Linked DNA regions of Zea mays: all the other regions are linked to region 2. The links are chromatin contacts, called in public Hi-C maps. All regions are on one chromosome and are shown on one strand. The core of a region is the stretch at or near the end of the contact, and the rest is flanking DNA. Distances in the headings are between cores, read along the strand shown.

Region 1 (3,291 bases), core at 62-2,561, 260 kb after region 2:
AAACGAAACATGCGGACACAATAATTTATAGCTTGAAAGTATATGTACAAGCAACCGATAACTTATCAGATGCATATAGTATTGTTATTCCCCTCACGCAAAACAAAGAAAAATATGGAGTTGCTCTAGGGCTCAATGCCTAATTGAGCTCCCTCTTTATGCAATGCAGCAACGGCAATGCACCTATCTCTCAATAACGACTTGACTAAATATCTTCTGGGAGGGAAACTCTCCTGCACTAAATATTTGCAAACAGACCCTCTGGAAGTTATCAAATCACGTAGTCCGACCACCCTTGCTCCATGGTGACCCCAGGCTGCTCTTCCGGCCGCCGCTGCGGCGCCGCCTTCTTCCCGACCGCCTTGGCGGGGTTCCCGACGGCCGTGGTCCCCTCCGGCACGTCCCGTAGCACGACCGCCCCTGCTCCAATCTTCGCCCCGGCTCCAACGCGCACATTGCCGAGCACGCTGGCGCCGGCGCCGATCAGCACCCCGTCCCCGACCTTCGGGTGCCGGTCGCCGGACTCCTTTCCCGTGCCGCCGAGGGTGACGCCGTGCAGGATGGAGACGTCGTTCCCAACGACGGCCGTCTCGCCGATGACGATGCCCGTGGCGTGGTCGAACAGGATCCCCGAGCCAATGCGCGCGCCGGGGTGGATGTCGACGCCGAACACCTCGGACGCGCGGCTCTGGAGGAGGAAGGCCGGCGCGGAGCGGCCCTCGCACCACAGCCCGTGCGCGGCGCGGTGCGCCTGCAGGGCGAGGAAGCCCTTGTAGTAGAGGAAGCAGTGCACCATCCGGCCGCAGGCCGCGTCGCGGTCGCGCGCCGCGCGGAGGTCGGCGCGCGCGGCGCGGCCGGACTCCGGGCGCGCGGCCAGTGCGGCGGCCAGGAGGTCCCGGAGCGCGTCCTGCGGCAGCGCGCCGGGGACGCAGAGCTTGGCCGACAGGTGCGCGGCGAGGGCGGCCTCCAGCGACGGGCGCGACAGGACGAGGTCGGCGTAGTACTTGCGGAGCAGAGGCTCGGCGTCCGCGTCGGCCTGCGCCTCCGCGCGCAGCTCGTCCCAGACGTCGTCGTCGTCGCCGCCGCTCGCGGACGCCGGCGCGGCGGCGGCGGCGGCCACCGCGCGGTCCGTGGCGCCGTCCGGCAAGTAGCGGTAGATGGCGCCGGTGAGGCGGCCGGCGTGCGTGGGGTGCCACTTGTCGACACAGGCAGCCATGCGTGCGGGTGCCGGCGCGAGAGCAGAGGAGGCTGGAGGAGGTCTTGGGATCTTGGTTATCGGTGATGGAGCGAGCGACTAGCGACGGCTGGGAGGTTGTGGCCGCTTAGACAGGGCAAGGTGTTTGCGCTCCTATATATACGTGTCTGCCTGCGGCGGCGGAGGCAGGCAACCGAGAAGGCGAAGTTTCGAGGAAGCAGACTGCGTCTGGGTTACAGGTGCGTGAAGCGTGACAAAAAAAATGTATACGTGGGGCAACCATCTGCTCATATAGAATTTCTTATTCGACAAACAAACAAAAAAATTTGCTCTTTTTCAATTTAGCATCCAACCTTCAAATCTTTCTTATTTAACATCCAAAAGATTTATAATGATGCCAGATAATAAAACTAAAGTTATTTTTGGGTGCCAGATACAGATAATGAAACTAAAGTTACGAACAATCCCAATAACGGACGGAACAAGAAGCTCTAGAAACTTAGGGTTTGTTTGGTTGGACTGTGACCGTGAAAAAAAGTTGCTGTAGGCTGTGAGCCGTGGAAAAATCTGTTGTGGGGTGTGAGCTGTTAAAAAGCTAAAAATCGTTTGGTGGAAACCACTAAAAGCCGTTAAAAGTTCTTCGATATATGTTTTCACAGTTCATCCAAAAGCCACTAAAAGCAGGTTCAGGGATGCTTTCAGTTTTGCACTGCGAGAAAGTCGGCATTTAGAAAAAGCTGCTTCCTGAATCTAGACCTTTGGTTTGGCTAGCCAAAGCAAAAGCTAAAAGCCAAACAAAACACATCTTTAAGCTCCCCTTGAAAATAAAAGGCTTTTTTTTGGAATTTAGGTCGAGTACCTATCCTTACTAAAGATAATGTAGCCAAAAGACGTTGGAAAGGTAGCTTGACTTATAGCTTTTGCAATTGTAATGAGTGTATTCACCATCTCTTTTTTGACTGCTATATGGTCAGAAACATATGGAGAATAATTTACTTTGCCTTAAAAATAGACAAGCATGTTGGCATTAATCATATAATCGGGTTTTGGGGAAGCAATAGGGGTCCAGGATACAAAAAAAATATTACTCCTACAAAAGACGGAATCACAACAACAAATCCTTGATGTTTGTCAAGCGTTGAAAGCCGTGGTGATAGAAGTCTTTGCAAATCATGGATGACGCTTAAATGCAAGAATTGATGATGACTAGAGTGATTCACATTCTCGTCATTTTTTTGCTTCTTTGAGTTAGTTTCATTATCCAAGCAACGTTTCTTTCGGATGTAATAGTTGTCTTGTGTTGCGTGTACGCATGTATTACCATGCTAAAACAGGAACTCATGTTTCCCTTATATAAAAAAAATACAGAAATGTATCATTTATTAATTTGCCCTGCACATCTGTGTTCTTTCGTGGCAAAGCTACTAGTAGCTGCTTTGCTGACTGTACCGTGTGCGTCAACCCTCATGTGTGGGCCAGCGCCAGCACATAGCGTTTGCGTTTTGACACTCTACGTGGTTACATGCTGAGACCGTTGAGCAACGTGGTGGACCATAGCAACCAGACACCAGCAGTTCCTATCTGGGGCTAGCAGAGGGTTAGCACAAACCAGGAAGCATTGTGCCGTAATCTTTCACGATCAGCAAGATGTAAAAAGCCAGAGCAGTGAGCATATGCCTGACGAATATCTTCTGATTACATCCGTCCGGGGCAAGGCAACGGAGCAGCACAGCACAGCCTCGCGCCGTCGCCTGCCGCCCTGCCCTGCCCTGCCCTGCCACGACGAGAAAATGTTTCCCGAAAGCAACCAGAAAAGGAGGCAACGCCGCGCGCGGGGGGCGTTATCCATGAAACGAAGGCGGTTTTCGGTACTGTAGAATTGCCCCACATTTTTACATTTCGGCGCAGTTGCTTCTGCACCAGGCGAACCTTCGCGTGTGCGATAAGGTGTCGTTTCGGCGGCGCGGCGCACCGCGCACGACCATTTCCTTTGTTTTTTTCCCCCGGTGGCGGGGAAGACCGAGGAGAGGATCCCGTTCCCGTGCCGCGCGACTCGGGTTGGTGGGCACGCGCGGCGCACGCGAACCTCCCCTCTC
Region 2 (3,251 bases), core at 224-2,723:
AAACCTTTGATCTTTTCCCGCTGTTCAGAGCACGTATTTCTGATGTGGGCACACACCCTATTAAATGGAGTGGACTGCGCCGAACTGGTGTGGCTCACGTACTGTCCGTGATCTACCTCAGTTCCTGCACTGCATGATGGAGAGGTGGCATTGGCATGCCAGTTCTAGTAAACCCATGTGATGTTTCTCCTCTTGGCATGCATGGACGTGAGATTAACTAACTAAAGCATGCATCGCGGTATATTTTAAGCTGAATCAAAATTTATTTGCCCATCAGTAGTCCAGCTAGTTATATATATTACAAGATAACATTTGGAATTACAATGCTGTCGTCGTGGTGATCGGAAATTTTGGGATATAATAATCATGTTCCCATCAAATTAAAATATGTAAACCGCAAAGGATTGTACTACGTGGTACACGTTTTCGTGGTTGACTGAACAACTGGTAGCACTCCACATATTGTTAGCTAGCATTATTGTCGAAATGCATAGATAGTATATAGCCTTCAAAGTAGTGGACGCTATAGTACCGTCGATGTTATTTTTCACTTTTGCGACTAGTGCACTTGTTGATGATGAGTGATCTACCAATATCCTTTTTTTCTCTACTTCGTGTAATTAAGTCTGTTAGTTACTTAAGTTGTAAATAATACCTTTGAGATACGATGCGGATTTATATCATCGATCTAGGAAGCCTCATATATAGTAAAAGTACCCAAGCAGTTACAAGGCAGGCCGCGAGACGACAGAAGAAGTACGTAGTGCTAGCTAGCTGCAAATAAGGCCGGGAAACTGACAAGCCATACCAAAAAAAAAAGCAACGAAAGAACAGCACGGCCATACGTGCTTATTATAGAAGAGATTACAGATGGAGCGAGGTATCGACATCTATATCAGTCCTATAGCCCGAATTCTGCGCTCCTCCCCACGATGAGCTCGGCGGTAGTGGCGGCGGCGACGTCGTCTGGACGACGACACCACCACCGGTGGCGCCGAGGCCGTGGCACGCGTGTCCGCGCAGCGGCCTGGACGGCCGGATCAAGTCCGGGTGCAAGAACCACCTCGGGTGGTCGTTGGCGTTGGCGGCCTGTTGGAGGCCGAGGCTGAGAGCCGACGACAGGGACGACGAGGACGACGGCGACGAAGCGGTGCGGTTGGTGGTGGTAGTAGTAGTATCAGCAGCGTGCACCCTCTGCAGCTCCCTGCCTTCCCTCATCTCCTTCACCTTCTGCAGGTTTCTGAACCTCTCCTGGAGGAGAGCTATGGAGGACGTGTGGATGATGGAAGGGGAGGCCTCGCTGGCGCCGTGCCTTCTCATTGGACTGCTAGGCTAGCGGCTAGCTATTAGGCTGCAGCTTCAGTCGTGACTCGCTTGTTGGGTTGGGTGTGTGGACTGATGATGTGAAGGGCCGGGGGTTGTATCTATCGGTCTGTTTGGAGCTAGCTAGCAAGCAAGCAGGTAGCTGCAGCCGGTCGAGGTGGCTGAGCTGAGATATATGGGGTATATATAAGGGGGGGAAGGGCGTGGTGTCCTCTTGCTGGTTGCTGCGCTCACGCACTCACACACTGATTGCATGTGTTTCTGTGCCCAACTCCAATGGATTCCAATACAGAGGAGTAGCAATTTGCAGTGGAGAAGGAAAGGGAATCAGGGTGAGGCATGGAAAGTCCAAGGGGGAAATGGCCTGGCGGGGTATGGTGGGGCCGGGGGAGGGTTTGGTGATTGGATGTGAAGGCTGAGGCGCCACTTTTAAAAGGTAGTACTGGGTAGAGGGCGGGGAGGTAGTACAAAACCAGCGTGGAGGCTAGCGCTTGGCGCGAGATCGCGCGCGGGAATATGGCCATATAGGATTTTGCGATGGCGTTTGTCATCTAACCCTTGCCATGGAAGCCGGTGGTGGGGGCCTTTTTCTTTTTATTTGCTGCTGCCTCTCTCCTTGTCGTCCCCGCCCTCCTTGTTCCTCAATCTTTATCCCTGCCTTTGTTTGATGTCATGGATCGGGACAGGAGCACCCCCAATGCAAGGCGGTGAACCGTTCCAACTCCGCTTCTTTGTTTAACCCCCGCTCCCCCTGGGAGGTTTTGGTGCGGCGCGTGTGTACTGTGTAGTAGGGGGTGAGATCGAGTCGCTTTGATGCTTTCTGTTGTTTGGTTGCAGGGCTTCTAGTGTCCGGGCGAAGCATGGGTTAGTGCTTCGACCAGCCGACCAGCCAGATGAAGCGTTAAGATTGCCTTAAACAACATTACCGGCTCTCTGACTCATGGATTCTGTTTTTATTTTTTTTACCTGGAACAGTTGGACTGTTATTGGAGCAAGTTGAGGCTTTCCGGTGGGTTAGGTTTAATTAACCTCATTACATATTCTATACATGGTACGGTGTTTTAAAAATGAGGTCAAATATGCATGCAAGAATCCTATAGCTAGGCCCAAATCATCATCATTATCGTCATATGTTTGCCAGAGGGCGAAAAAAACAAACACTACCGGACTCTATGCATGATATAATCTCTCTTCTCTACCCCAGCTCAGCTGTGCTAGCTGTAACAAGCATGCATAAGCAACCAAGCCCGGCCGCCTCATGCACGGTTTAATTCCTCTACTGCCAAAACCGACTGGTTTTAGGCCATGTTTGTTTGAGAGCTTCTCGATCTAAAACGGCAGAAGCTGAAACAAACAGGTAGCTTTTTGTTTAAAGTCAGAAGCTCGGAAAATATGAGTTTATACAGTAAGCCTGATTTTATTGGCTTTCTGTAGTTTTCTAAGTTTAATAAGCTAATGATTATATATTTATACGTGCTACGGTGTTTTAAAAATGACGTAAAGTATGCATGCAAAGTGTCCTAGCTAGGCTAAATCATCATGGTCGTCATCATATGGGTTTTGCCATAGGGGGAAAAAACAAACACTACCGGACTCTGTGCATGATCTCTACCCCAGCTGTGCTAGCTAGCTACCCGCAACAAGCCAACAAGCATGCATATCAAGCAAGCCCGGCGGCCTCACGGTTTAGTTTCTCTACTGCAAAAAAAAAAAAAAAAGTAGTTGGCTTTTAAATGCACTAGAGCTAATAGTTAATTGATATAAAAATTGATAGTGAAATTAGTTAACGATACATAACTAGCTAACTATTAGCTAATTTCCTAAAAATGCCTATATCTGCTATTACCTAGCCTGTTTGTATACTAGGCCGTTCAAACATCTCCTTCATTTCAACTAATTTTAGCAGTTAACTATTAGCTTTAGTAGAT
Region 3 (3,487 bases), core at 954-3,453, 340 kb after region 2:
GCACAAGGCCTTGTAAAAATTTCGTTTTCAGCACTTCCATACAACAACTGCAGACAAATATTTACGATGGACATGCTTAACAAGCAGAACTGCAGAAGCATGAAGCAAAGTAAACATAAAACTACAAGGAGTAGCCTCAATGACAGATTATACAGTGTTAGCTCTATTTAATTTTACTACTTAATAGCCATTTTGGACATGGATCTTCAAAACACACCTTTGTCCTGTTTACAATTTGACCATTTCCATGTGAGAAAAGTAAATAAGTTTATACAAGTTTAAAAGGCTGAGCACACACATTGACATTATATATTTTAGAATGAAGGAAGCATCTCAACTCGACTCCAACAGTTCAATGACAGTACCATGGAGGTTCCTAGGGAGACAAGCAAGAGGAATTGCATAACTTGTCAAATTGTAAACACAACAACACAGTTAGATATTGCTAACTGTTCAGGGGAACACACTGACTACCACAGTGGGCGCAATTACAGCGAGGTAAAGACAATAAGGAATTCATGGTCCATGGTTGCTGAGCGCTTGAGACAACTGCTGTCTTTTTTTTTTTTGCTTTCTTTCGATGGCCAAATGATACTAGGCTTCAGTCATGAGTCAGTATGTCACAGCCTCACAGGCCTAAATATGGGCCACCATGTCGGGCCTAGTGGCCCAACTGAGGCCCAACACCAGGCCCTGATGAGCCGCGGCCTCTACTGCCCCTAGAATCCCTCCCGCACTGGAGAATCCGGAATAGATGGAAACTCAAAGGTAATCTTCAATAAGCTTGGAATAAATAAAATATAGCTTGTTTAGAAAATAATGATAGAGTTTGTTTAAGAAAGAAGATTGGTTTGTTAGGAAACAAGATTACAAATCTATAAGAATGATGCTTGGGATACAAGTCCTATAGGAACTATAAATAATTAAATATAGGGGCAAATAACTATTTCAGTCTAAGCAAGAATAGAGTTATTGCTCCCTCCCTCCCTCTCCCTATGCTGCCCCTCCCCCTCTCCCACGCCGTCCACCATTTTTCAAGTACGTCAAATAATTCCAAGGAGGAACAGAGCATTAATAGGCAGAAAACTTTGAAAGTTTGATCCAGCAAGCTTTCAACTGCTAAGTAGAATCTGGAAAGCTAAACCACCATAGACCCTCAGATATCCTCATTCTAGTCTGATAGGAATGATTTAAAGGACAAACGAAATGAATTTCCCACATAGTCTCTTCAATCATGTGCTGGTAACTATGCATGGCTTAAGCATTAAGGATGCTAAACTGTCTAACGTGATATGGACTTCTACAAAAACATACATTTTTGAAGTCCAAGTCACACTCACGTTAAGAACAGTTTACACTAAGATTAACGGCTTAAACGAATGTGCTGACTGATATTGTCTAGCATCATTGCATTGCGTCCTGAACGATTTCTAAATGCCATTTACACAAATACCCAGAGCACATCGTGCTCTCCATTTATTGTGATTAAACAATCACAAGTAAAATGTGCACTGCTATGCAGCAATAAAAGAGAAACATGTTGTATGGTTTATGGTTATAACTTTTCACAGTTCATTCGATCAAGGAAGCAACAATATCAGAACAAAAGATTCGGTAACATAATAATCTGGGAAATTTTTAACTGCTATGGAAGGTACCTGCTCCCCATCATCCCCAATCGACGATGGCAACGGAATTCCCGTTCCTGCCCCTTCCTGAAAGCGCGAGGTTAACAATTTTAGTCACCGAATGAACAAGGTCTAACGAGTGTGCCAACTGAACCAATGTCGCCATGTAATTGTAACCCCCATAACCAAGCGGTACACGCCATCATGAAATTCGCAGGTTTTGGACTCTGCGTGTGCGAAAAGACACGGCAATATCAGTTCAGTCACGTACCGGTGGCGCGTCGGGGATGCCGTCGTCAGAGAGGGTCTCTGCGGGCGGTGCGGCCGCGGCCCGGGAGCGGAGGGACGCGCCGCGGAGGGAGGACGGGAAGGAGAGAACCGAGGGGCTAGAGTTTGCGGTGCAGCGATGGAGGAAGAGGAGGGGGAGCGGGGAGGAGGTGGAGGTGGGGACGGCCATGGCGAGGGGAGGGGGGGTGAGGAAGCCGTTTGCCGCGTTGGGTTTTGGAAGACCTCTGCTTCGCTATCGCGGTGTGTTATCCGGTTCCAGGGGCATTTGCGCTCGAGCCCCTCCAGCTTTGTTACTTTCAAAGCGAGGTGTCTGGTGGCAAACATGGGCGAGTTCTGTCTCCTCTAGCATTACTTTCGAAGAAGATCATGAATGATTTGTTCGGAAAGGAAGATCGTGGAATTGGATATTACTGTGACCTCAGCTAAAAGTGTCGATCTGGCTGGCATAAACTTGATCGTTTCAAGGAACAATCAGTTACCTTCTTCTTGCCTGGATAGACTGTCCATACCAGCGCTCAAATAGGAGAAGCTACATTCACAGCTCCTGGCACGAGGCAAAAGAAATACAGAATGATGAGCCATAGAGGTGGCCAAACTAACTCTACTACAGACATACATCTACAGAGCACCAGCTATTCACTTCCCTTCTTTATCCCGGCCATCACCACAATCCCCAGCACTCCTTTTTCCCAATCCCCTTGAGAGCAGCTACAAGATCTAAGCCCGACTGCTGCCCACGAAGCCTTGAATATGATGGAACGGTTGCAGTAGCAGCCCCCCCCCCCCCCCCCCCCCCCCCCCCCCCCCCCCCCCCTGGTTAAGCTGCCTGCTGGTGCTGGGAGATGGAACTGTATTTGATTTGTTCGACAATCGATCACCAAAAGTTGGTTTCGCTGTGATGACTGTTCTATCAGAATTCATAGCACGTGATGCCTCATTAAGGTTGAATCCATGAACGTTCGTCTTGTCCCGATCAGATTTAGGAGAGGTTGAGAAAGGGGAATTTGGTGACTTCTGTGAGAGCAGTAACCTTACAGATCTCTGCCAGAGTTTTGCGCTTGTCCTCAAGCTGACAAACATGCCAGATTTAGCAGCAGCAGATAAGCACTTATTAACAACCACCTCACCAATATGAGCTGCAAGTTCCTTAAGAGTCGACATACAATATTTCAAAAACGGAGATTGGTTTTCTGCATAATGCTACAGTAAGTTCAGATCATCTGACACCTGAGCAAATTTATTCACCTAGAGCAAGCTGCAAAAATCGGGGCATATGAATAGCTATTGAGTTGCTGTTAAGTGGTTGACTCAGTTTCAGAGATTCGCCAAGCATTTTGATGCATTTTCCTATCTCTTTTGAGGAAGATTGCTAGGTGTAGAGATTTCCTGTTCACATAGAAGACAGAAGGTGAATTGGTTGTGATTGATAAAATTAGTGTGACATGAATAGTATACCAAGTTTCAGATATTTGCCAGGTACTTTTAAAGTTCTTTCCTTTCCTGCTATTTTTTTCTGAGGAAGATTGTTAGCAAATAGATTTGTTGGCTATGTAGCAGAGAGAAGATGACTC
Region 4 (3,375 bases), core at 815-3,314, 270 kb before region 2:
AACACTATTGTTCCAAGTAACGACAGTGACTGATCGTTGTGTCCGACTCTCTTTGTGGGGGTGGGGGCGTGGCATGCATGAGGGTCCATATATAGTTGCTCATTTACTATTTACAAAAAGGGGAAAAATGCCCGGTATTTTCGAGCATGGCGCAGAGAGAGACGACGACGACGACAGGCACTCACCGGGTCATGTCGTAGCGCAGAGCAGACAGCCTTGAGGACAGAAACAACATCGGTGCTGTTGGTGAAATGGGCGAGGCCAAGCAGCCCCTTGAGCTGCTGCATCCCGATCACGATGGCCGCCCCGCCCATGAACCCCACGATGGCAGCGTGCGACAGGAAATCCACGAGAAACCCCAGCCTGGGACGACGTGACGAACCGACAACATGTATAGGTAAGAAACAAGACCATACGTACGTACACCAATCTCGACGACACGTGTGGGAGCAGAGTACGTGCTTCATCCGCAGGAACACACGCCTGCTAATCAAGCAGACCGCACGTACCTGAAGAGGCCGAAGGAGACCTGGAAGACCCCGGCGAGGAAAGTCACCGTGAAGACGAGCGACCTGTAGGTCGCCGGGTCGGCGGCCGGGTCGACGACCTTCTGGATCATCGAGGACAGCAGCAGCGAGACGACGGCGACTGGCCCGATGGCGATCTCCCTCGATGTCCCCATCACAGCGTAGATCAGCGGTGGCACGACGCTCGTGTCTTTTCACCACCACCAGGGAGAGAAAAAAAAAGAGAGGTAGTCGTAGTACAAAACAAATGAGTGGTCGTCTAGAGAAAGAAACGGTAAATTGTTTTGAATAATCAATCTAGCTTAGAGATAGGCTTATTGTGACTGATACTTACAAAGACCGTACTGAGGGTCCAGCTTGGCTAGATTGGCGTATCCAATGCTCTACAATATCATGTCCGACAACCAATCCAAAGGAGTCACGGGTTAGACAAGGACGAGCGAGAGAGAGAAAAAAAAACTCGATCCACATCCACATCAGAAAATTTCAAGGCAAAATCTACATATGTATGGTCTTTCAAGTAGATATATGGTGGCTTCCTCACTAGTAGTATAACTGATGTTTTGTCTCAGGGTTCATTGCTTTAGAGATTTAGTGCAAGAAACACACTTGTCAGTTTTCACCTGAAGACGTGTTGAATTCAATTCTAGCTTGTTGGTTGTTATTTCTTGCTGAGATCACTATTCAGCAAGCGAAGACGTGTGTAGTAAAGTTTCTGAGAGCAACCAGAGCTAAAATTAAACCTGACGCGTGAATTGAGCAAGCAAGCGTGTGAACATGACATGACCGCCTACAATACATACCTGAGGGATGCCAAGGCTGGCAAGAGTGAGGCCGGCCATGACGTCACTCCTGAAGGACTCGAGGGTGTAGCTCCTCCCCCACTGCAGCACCGGGAACACGCACTGCAGCGCCGTGAGGACCCACGCGCGGCGCGGCGGCGGGCGGCCACCGGCGCCAGCAGCGGCCCCGGCGTGGGCGCGCGGCCGGAACGCCTTGCCGACCACGCCGACGAGCTCCTCCCGCAGGCTCGGCGGGCTGGGGCTATTCAGCACCAGCTTCGCCGTGTCCGGCGGCCGCCGCTGCTTGCTGGATACTACCTCGAAGACAGACACGGCGGCCGACGACTCGACCGCTGCCGAGGCCTCCATGGCTGGAGCCTGGATGAAGTGTTTGGGGAAACTCGGGAGCTGGAGCTCCCTTGGCTTTAAAAGGGTTTCTTGGTTCTGGCGGCTGGACGGAGAATCTTGCGGTACGGTTGGCATGACAACGATCACATGCGCAGCTGGCTAGAATTCCTCTCCCCCTCCTCTCGTGTAAACATCACCGGCCCTAGCCTAGGAGACGATGGATCATGCATATGGACGGACGGGACGAAGATATGGGATGATTCTCTGGCAAGAGGCCGTGGGTACGGTTAGAGGAAGAAGACATCCATCCCGTCCCCGAGCGTGGATGAGCCCCGTCCCGGCCGGGGGAGGAAATGCTCGATCACTTGCAGGGGCGTGGTGTGGACGCCGGAGCAAATTTGACATGCTGCTATATATGGGCTGCCTGGCCGGGTGTGGTAGACTGGTAGTGGATTGCTATGGACCATGCCACAAAGAAGGCCACATGCATCATCAGTCATCTGTTGCTCACCGGAGTGGGAGGCGTTTCGCGGAGTGCCTTTTGCACTTTTTCTTCGCCTGCCGCCTGCGATGATTAATTGAATGTGATGCTGCAAATGTATTAACAGTACTTCCTCCGTTCAATTTTTCATACCCTCTTCTCCGTCTGTATCAAACTAAGGGGCGTTTGTTTCATATTAAAATCAGATTCTGTCCGTCAAAATCAGCTTCTAGGTAAACGCTTCGCTACTTAACCCGCTTCTGTGAAAATTGCTTTCATGAAAATCGTCTAGATTAATGTGAACATCAAATCCATCACTTCCTAGATCTAATTAAACCCTATTCAGATCTTTCTTCGCACGTAAGGCTCACAATATTTGGATTTTCTCCATTGCTGAATTCTCTAGAAATCTAGGTTCTTAGAATTGCGATTGCTCGTCGGAAAAAGCTAAGGCCTCGTTTGTTTCGTTGGAATTCAATTCCATTTTAATAATTATAATTTACACAAAACTAATTAAATTCATATATTTATATATGTAATATATTTATATATTATCCTAAATCATATAAGAGAGATAGTTATATACTACTTTATGTTATAGCGAAGCAAGTAGAAGAGTGTGCTATAAGTTGTACATCGGAAAAATAGTATGCAAATTTATAGAATCAATTTTCATTTCTCATCCCATAAATTTGAGATAGACTTATATGATAACTTTAGAAAGTGGTAGAATGTCACATCCTAAAAAAATAGTCTATTCCATTAGTAAGATTCCAATTCCTGAAAATAAAAGGAAACAAACGGGGCATAAACCAAACTTACCGTAAGCATCGTTCTCCTTTTCTGAAAAAGCATCATCTTTTGTCTTTAACTAAATATATAAGGAAATATTAATATAGTATCGCTAAACATATTTCGATTATACAATCACGAGACTTATTAGAGATATTATTAATATTTTTATAAATTTAGTCACACTTAAAGAAAGTTGGCCGACACGAATACCATAGCGAGAATTGTTTTGAGATAGAGAAAGTAGTGAAGTAATGTATCTTAGAACCGATAGAGTACTACTATTATTATATATATATGAATGGGACCGAGTTGGAGTGAAAAATAAATGATACCGAACCATTTGGAATAAAATAACATGGGACAGATAATACCAAAAGCAGATAAGAGCATGTCTCTAAAAATTTGGACATAATTATGTATATCTATATCTCTTATAAAGCTA

The links. A called contact is a pair of places that touch in the nucleus more often than the background predicts.
Region 1: a contact with region 2 is called in a Hi-C map of ear, with 6 times the contacts expected there. The contact joins the promoter of LOC541959 here to the promoter of LOC100502211 in region 2. A contact is called at or near these places in 6 of 25 Hi-C or Micro-C datasets (bundle sheath, ear, endosperm and 2 more).
Region 3: a Hi-C map of bundle sheath shows a contact between it and region 2, with 2.7 times the contacts expected there. The contact joins the promoter of LOC103632450 here to the promoter of LOC100502211 in region 2. A contact is called at or near these places in 5 of 25 Hi-C or Micro-C datasets (bundle sheath, ear, leaf and 1 more).
Region 4: a Hi-C map of bundle sheath shows a contact between it and region 2, with 3 times the contacts expected there. The contact joins the promoter of sfp3 here to the promoter of LOC100502211 in region 2. A contact is called at or near these places in 4 of 25 Hi-C or Micro-C datasets (bundle sheath, ear, leaf mesophyll and 1 more).

The regions. Positions count from the first base shown.
Region 1 is chr1:24,196,666-24,199,956 of Zm-B73-REFERENCE-NAM-5.0, reverse strand. It overlaps LOC541959 (serine acetyltransferase 2), which reads right to left and starts at 1,311. Exons shown (of 1, transcript NM_001111613.2): 1 at 47-1,311. The coding sequence starts at 1,216. The coding sequence ends at 272.
Region 2 is chr1:24,452,890-24,456,140 of Zm-B73-REFERENCE-NAM-5.0, reverse strand. LOC100502211 reads right to left here and starts at 1,473. Exons shown (of 1, transcript NM_001196688.1): 1 at 691-1,473. The coding sequence starts at 1,320. The coding sequence ends at 865.
Region 3 is chr1:24,109,329-24,112,815 of Zm-B73-REFERENCE-NAM-5.0, reverse strand. It overlaps LOC103632450 (30S ribosomal protein S10, chloroplastic), which reads right to left and starts at 2,203. Exons shown (of 3, transcript XM_008654259.2): 1 at 1,900-2,203; 2 at 1,659-1,715. The coding sequence starts at 2,085. It also overlaps the pseudogene LOC118473496 and the pseudogene LOC103632438.
Region 4 is chr1:24,727,420-24,730,794 of Zm-B73-REFERENCE-NAM-5.0, reverse strand. sfp3 (sulfate transporter3) reads right to left here and starts at 2,064. Exons shown (of 12, transcript NM_001309873.1): 1 at 1,331-2,064; 2 at 862-910; 3 at 510-717; 4 at 186-363. The coding sequence starts at 1,792.